Regions from separate parts of the Mus musculus genome. Here region 1 is linked to region 2. A link is a contact called in public HiChIP or PLAC-seq data. All regions are on one chromosome and are shown on one strand. The core of a region is the stretch at or near the end of the contact, and the rest is flanking DNA. Distances in the headings are between cores, read along the strand shown. Region 1 has its middle 15 kb from the start of Dmbx1. Region 2 holds the start of Foxe3 (forkhead box E3).

Region 1 (3,209 bases), core at 624-3,123, 1.0 Mb before region 2:
TGAGAGATCCTCAAAGCGTACACAGGAGAGTGATAAAAGAAGATATTAGATGTCTTTCTATGGCTTTCATAAGAGCATATTACATAAAAGACAGATGTACGTAGAAGTATACAACACACACATGCACACATGCACACATGCACACATGCACAAATGCACAAGCACTAGCTATGTTGCAAGGTCTGAGTTTAATCCCAATTACTACAAAAAAAGAAGAAAGAAAGAAAGAAAGAAAGAAAGGAAGGAAGAAAGAAAGAGAAAAAGAAAAAAGAAAAAAAAACAAACAAACAACAGCACAGAAAAGAAAGCTTGGGCACCATGTGCCCTGCAGTGCTCTAAGCGGCTCACAGGTGGTGACTTGTTTAATTACTAAGCCCCTTACAGTGACTTGTTTAATTACTAAGCCCCTTACAGTAGCTAATACCATATCCATGCTAAAGGTGATGATGCTACAGGCTCAGAAGATAATACAGCTAGGAACCATAGGAACTCTCAGGGCTAAGATCTTCATCAGACATCAGATGGTGATGATAGTGATGATAGAACTGGCTGGCTGGGTAGAGCAATGGTGAGCACTGTGTACAAGCAGAAACAGGGTTGGGTTGCAGGGATTAGGGATGCCCATGAGGGTGGCTTGGGTGGCGGTCGGTGGCATTAAAGGAGGAGGTGAAGGTGATGGTGGTATGCAAGGCATAAGAACAACATTCACTGTCACCTATAATCCCAGCACCTGGGAGGCTGAGCCAGGAGTATTTTGAGTTTGAGGCCAGGTTGGGTTGCCTAGTGAAACTCTGGGGAAAGAAAAGAAAAGAAAGGAAAGGAAAGAAAAGAAAGGAAAGGAAAGGAAAGGAAAGGAAAGGAAAGGAAAGGAAAGGAAAGGAAAGGAAAAGGAAAGGAAAAGAAAAGAAAAGAAAAGAAATGAAAAAAAAGAAAAAAACCCAAAACCCTGAAAAACACGTAGTGGCTGAGCTCAGCTTTTTGGTTGGAGGATCACACTCTTCCAGGTTTTTTAGGCCTCTGGGAGGACTGATTTTCAGTAAGACTGAAGTCAAGGAGGGAGCAAAAATATCTTGTTCTATTGATCAACTAGGATCTTTGGGTCCCGGGTAGTGAAAAGGACAGAGGGAGGCAGACAGTGCTGCAGGGGCAGCTGGAGCTTGCCTTGCCCGGTTTCTTCCTGCTTCTCCTGGCCTTTGTCACTCTCTAAGCCCAGTATGTCTGCTCCTAAGAGTGGTCCCCACTAACGGTGCAGACAATGCCATAGGTAAGCCACCCATCCCATTATGGAACTCTGCTGGCCTTGTCTGCCCAGCGCAGGCCTGCCTGCTTCTTTCTGGCTGCTGCACTGAGCAGCAGTCTTAATAGAGAATCCGCCTCTGCGCTGCGGCTCCCCGCCCGCCCGCCCATCCCTATTATCGGCACCATCAACGGCGGCAAATGACACTCTCGGAATCTTGACTCCAATCTGATGCCTGGTCCCCGGGGCCGAGGAGAGGCGCAGGCCAGCTAGGCTGGGGGGCTGGGGAGGGGGTGTGCAGTAATAGGATGTGGCCGAGGATAGTCTATTAGCATTGCTGGAAATGTTGATGAGCCCCCTTTCTGGCCCCTTGTCGTCCCATCCTCGCTCAGCCAGACACTGAGGAGGCCTTGGTGGGGGTGGGGGGAATAGTTTGTGGGGCTGGGGCTGGGGTCCAGATATCAAGCTCCCTTGGGGACCATAGACCTTAGAGGAAGGTCAAGAAAATAGTTTATTTAGCCTTTTAGCCTTCTGACCACTGATCTGGGAGGAAGAGGGAGTGGGGTCCTTTCTAGCAGGGAGCACGTGATTTTTCCATTTCCAAAACAATGGGTCCTGGGGCTTCAGGTCTGGAAGGAGCCCCAAGGAGCAGTCCTCCCACCCACTCTCCCTTTTCCGGCCTCTTGAAAGTAAGCTGTTCAGTTCCTCCCTGGGATGCTTGCTAAGTGTTTCCTCTTTGGGAGTTCTGATTGGCTTTTCTCAGTATCAGCATCCTGAGATGCCTAGAGGTCACCTACCCACAAGACAGCTTCCCTGGGTTTGGAGAGGAAGTTAGGTCTCAAGCCTGTTTTCCTGGGCTACCTCAGTTCCTCATGGCTGCAGATCTGTTGGCCTGTGTGTAATGTGTTTATGGAAGGGTAGTAAAAGGCTGAGCCCAACCACAAGGTACAGAAGAGGCAGGGGAGATAGTGGGTAGAACCCCGGATGCATGAATGCAGAATAGTCGGATTCTAACCCAGTCCAGTTGCTTTGAGACCCTAGGAGAGCTACACACTGTCATCCTAAGTGCTTCTCCTTGCCCTGCCCTCTCTTCAACTGTCCTTTTTAGGATGATGAGCTAGGAGAGGTGGCACACACCCATATCCCAGTACCTGGGTTAGAACCACCAGGAGTTCAAGGTCATTATCAGCTACATAGTGAGTTCAAGGCCAGCCCAGGCTCCATGAGCCCTTGTCAAACAAACAAACAAACAAGCAAACAAACAAACAAAACTGGACCCCAAATTTGAAGAGAAAACGAAGCCCCTCAGGAGACTGAGGAGTTCTAATAGCTCATTGCTTTGGGAAGCCATGCATTTGGGGCTCGATGATATACAATAGAGTCAAGTTAACACCTCTCTTCTGTCCATGAAAACAGCTTGAAGGGGATGGGAGAAAATGAAGCAAAATGTAGAATGTGGTGTTGGGCCTGGCTCTATGGGACAGGCAAATGGGTGAGAGGGTAGAAGGCCTATCCTGTCTGGCTCTGTCCTATCCTGAAGGGTGTCTGACAAGTTGGAAGCCAGAGCACCTAGGCCAGCAAGACTGAACTTCTTAAAGCCCAGCTTTGCCAGAAGAAGAAGAGGTTGGACTAGCTGATCCAGGAAGGGGAAGAAAGAGCCATAGCCAGCTCTCCCCTCCCCCAAGCCTGGGCTTCTAAGCATCACGCCGAACTCAATCTGTTCTGCCCACTGCTTCCACCATGCCCCAGAGTCCAGAGGCCACAGACGGTCAAGCTGTTTGCCTCTGCTGAGTGGCTGCCCTCGGTGCCCCCAGCAGGGGCCTGGCCATCAGTCACAGGGCTGGCAGTCCTCAGGGCTGGACATAGAGCCTTATGGGCAGGGATAGATGTAGACTGTGGGTAGAAGGCAGCAGGGGGCACGGTCTCCTGGGCCCCCTTGGTGGCCTCTGTTCCCTTTGCAGCCCCCCTGCCC
Region 2 (2,982 bases), core at 397-2,896:
GGGACTACTGATACACTGCTGAGTCCAATTTCATGTTGGTTCTGAAGTTCTGACTTCACACTTGCATGTCAAGAACTTAACTCATTAAAAAAAAAAAGAACTTGACTCATCAAGCCATCTTCCCCATTTATCAAGCCATCAAGCCCCTTTTATTTATTTTTGATATGGAGTACCACTACATAGCCTAGCCTAGCCTAACCTAGCCTAGCCTAGCCTATAAGTGGCCTCAGTCTCTCCAGTGCAGGGACCACACATGCATGCCACTATGCTGGACTAAAGCTTCCATTGTAAGGAAAGGCATTAGAAGAGCAGTGATGGGTAGTGCTCTGACCACAGGGTTTCATTTCTGCTCTGCCACTATTAGTGTACCTTGTGGGAGTCGAGGTATACTACTTTACCTCTCAGAGCACCTGTTCCCTCAGCCAAGAAACGGGGATAGTACTACCGCCCAGTGGAGCTTAAATGCCAGTGAAATACTATAAGTATTTACCAAATACAAAATGCTAAACAGTGGTAGCTGTGATTTGTTATCAGCTGTGTACAGGAGGGGAGTCTTTGAGCCCCATGCTTGAATTTGGATTTTGCATCCTTGGCTACAGGCCACCTGAATCTAGCTTTGGGCATCTGCACTAGACTAGCAAATTAGAGGGCAGGTCCGAGCCCTCTCCTCTCGAGGTAAGGGATAAGATATGCTTCATCAGAGATGGAGTCTGATGGGTGCCCAAATTTTCTCAAGGGCTGGCTGTACTCACAAGACCTTGGCAGTAAGTGCCTCTGGGACTTGTCACAGTAAGACCTTCTCTTGTCTCTGTGCTCCTTGCTCTGCCTCTACTTCCCTTGATCTTGTCAGTCTGCCTGCTTTAAGAACAAGGCTTCTCCGCCTTTGGCTCTCTCTGTGTGCTGGTGGGGCATTTTAACAAAAACTCTCCCCTCTCTCTACCCACTGATAATGCTACATCAGAAAGCAGTTCGCTCAGCCCTGCCTTCAGTGGAAGCATGTGGGGGGGGGTATGCGCCTTTTGGGGGGGAGAGGTGGAGTTATGTATGTTTGAAACAAGTTTCCCTGGAGTCAGGGATGGATAAGGATGAAGGGGGTGCAGCAGGGAAAGGAGTTAGGGCTTCTAAACATTTTCCCCTGCAACAAAGGCAGCCTGGTTCTGCGCTGTCTTGCTGTCTTCCATCATCTTCACTCTGGTTCTCTGCTGTCCAAAGGAGCCTGATGCCTCCCTGACCAGCTACATAGGATGCCTGAGGCTAGCAAAGACTGCTGGAGCGGGAACTAGAAGCATGGGGAAGGCTAAGGGGGATCTGACCTCTACAAGGCACAAAATGGGGAGAGGGCAGTAGAGTGTGCTGAATGGGTGTGTTTGTAATTGGGGTTGACCCAAAGGGGCGGGGGTAATGGGAGCAGTACTACCAAATACCACGGGATGGGGATGGGGCCCAGAGACTGACTCAGGGATGAGGGAGGGTCTGAAAAAAATTGACCCAGAGGGACTAGACCAAGGGAGGGGGAGAAACAGAGGTGGGCTGCCAGCCCGGGAAGGGGGCTGGGAAAGCAAATTAGAGGGCAGGTCAGGGCCCTCTCCTCGGGAGGTGGGAGTGTGTGTGTCCATATAAGGCGAACCTGCGACCCCCGCTCTCCGGGGCGCGAGCAGGGACTCCGCATCCCTAGGACCCCCACCCCCACCCCCCGCACATGGATGCGCAAGTCGCTTTCTCGGGCTTCCCGGCCTTGCCCTCGCTCACGCCGTCCGGGCCGCAGCTGCCGACGCTGGCGGGAGCCGAACCGGGGCGCGAACCGGAGGAAGTGGTGGGCGGTGGGGACGCCGAGCCCACGGCCGTGCCTGGCCCGGGGAAGCGACGGCGGCGGCCACTACAGCGTGGGAAGCCGCCCTACTCATACATCGCGCTCATTGCCATGGCCCTGGCGCACGCTCCCGGCCGCCGTCTAACGCTGGCAGCCATCTACCGCTTCATCACCGAGCGCTTCGCCTTCTACCGCGACAGCCCGCGCAAGTGGCAGAACAGCATCCGCCACAACCTCACCCTCAACGACTGTTTCGTCAAGGTGCCGCGCGAGCCGGGCAATCCGGGCAAGGGCAACTACTGGACGCTCGATCCCGCGGCCGCTGACATGTTCGACAACGGTAGCTTCCTGCGGCGCCGCAAGCGCTTCAAGCGCGCTGAGCTGCCCGCACCGCCGCCGCCGCCGCCGCCCTTCCCCTATGCGCCCTTCCCGCCCCCGCCAGCACCCGCGTCCGCTCCGCCCGCGCGCCTCTTCCGCCTGGACAGCCTGTTGGGCTTGCAGCCTGAGCCGCCGGGACCCGTGGCGCCCGAGCCGCCTTGCTGCGCCGCGCCCGACGCCGCCTTCCCGCCCTGTGCCGCCGCAGCCTCGCCGCCGCTCTACTCGCCAGCGTCCGAGCGCCTGGGGTTACCCGCGCCGCTGCCCGCCCAGCCTCTCCTGGCCTTGGCGGGATCGGCCGGCGCGCTCGGGCCGCTCGGAGCCGGGGAAGCCTACCTGAGACAGCCGGGCTTCGCGCCGGGGCTGGAGCGCTACCTGTGAGTCGCTTTCCGCTGCGGGAGCGCCTGGTGGAGCCTTCTGCCCCGGCCTGCGCTGGAGCAGTGCGAGCTTGTCCGTGGTACCCGTACCCGCCCGCCCGCAGCGTGGCGCAATTCGCTGGGTCCCCGAGCCTTGCTTGGGGCTAAGCCTTCCCTGCCCTCCTCCATCCCTGGGGAGACCCTGGCTGTCTCACCACCAGACTGAAGCGCCCTCTCCAATTTGAGGTCTTTCCTCCCTTTACTTGTGCTCCCCACATAAGCACCCTTGCACTGCCAAATCCGGTGCTTTGGAACTCCAGCCCCAGCCCCAAATGTCCCTGTGAGTTCCAGTCTGTGGAAACTTTTCGTTCCAAGGCACCTCCTCCATCTCTGATGTTTTGCCAACACATCAGAGGTCAGACTCCTGGGTTCATTACTTCT

Evidence for each region. HiChIP or PLAC-seq counts read pairs in DNA pulled down with a chosen protein or histone mark.
Region 1: a contact with region 2 is called in an H3K27ac HiChIP or PLAC-seq map of embryonic stem cells, with 9 times the contacts expected there. The contact joins the enhancer-like site here to the promoter of Foxe3 in region 2. A contact is called at or near these places in 5 of 39 promoter capture datasets (embryonic stem cells, maxillary cranial neural crest, pre-B cells and 1 more), 1 of 15 datasets of contacts at CTCF or cohesin (stem cell-derived epiblast-like cells), 7 of 484 Hi-C or Micro-C datasets (embryonic cerebral cortex, embryonic ectoderm, embryonic stem cells and 1 more) and 3 of 115 datasets of contacts at active chromatin or transcription factors (all in embryonic stem cells).

What each region holds. Positions count from the first base shown.
Region 1 is chr4:115,953,540-115,956,748 of GRCm38.p6, reverse strand. No RefSeq gene overlaps it. Among named protein-coding and RNA genes, the nearest start is that of Dmbx1, 15 kb to the right of the region's middle. Within about 2 kb of position 1,873, at least 6 of the 459 cell types and tissues checked have an H3K27ac peak or open chromatin away from gene starts, as enhancers often do. A contact at or near this core is called in embryonic stem cells, where this site is marked.
Region 2 is chr4:114,924,731-114,927,712 of GRCm38.p6, reverse strand. Foxe3 (forkhead box E3) reads left to right here and starts at 1,646. Exons shown (of 1, transcript NM_015758.3): 1 at 1,646-2,982. The coding sequence starts at 1,700. The coding sequence ends at 2,566.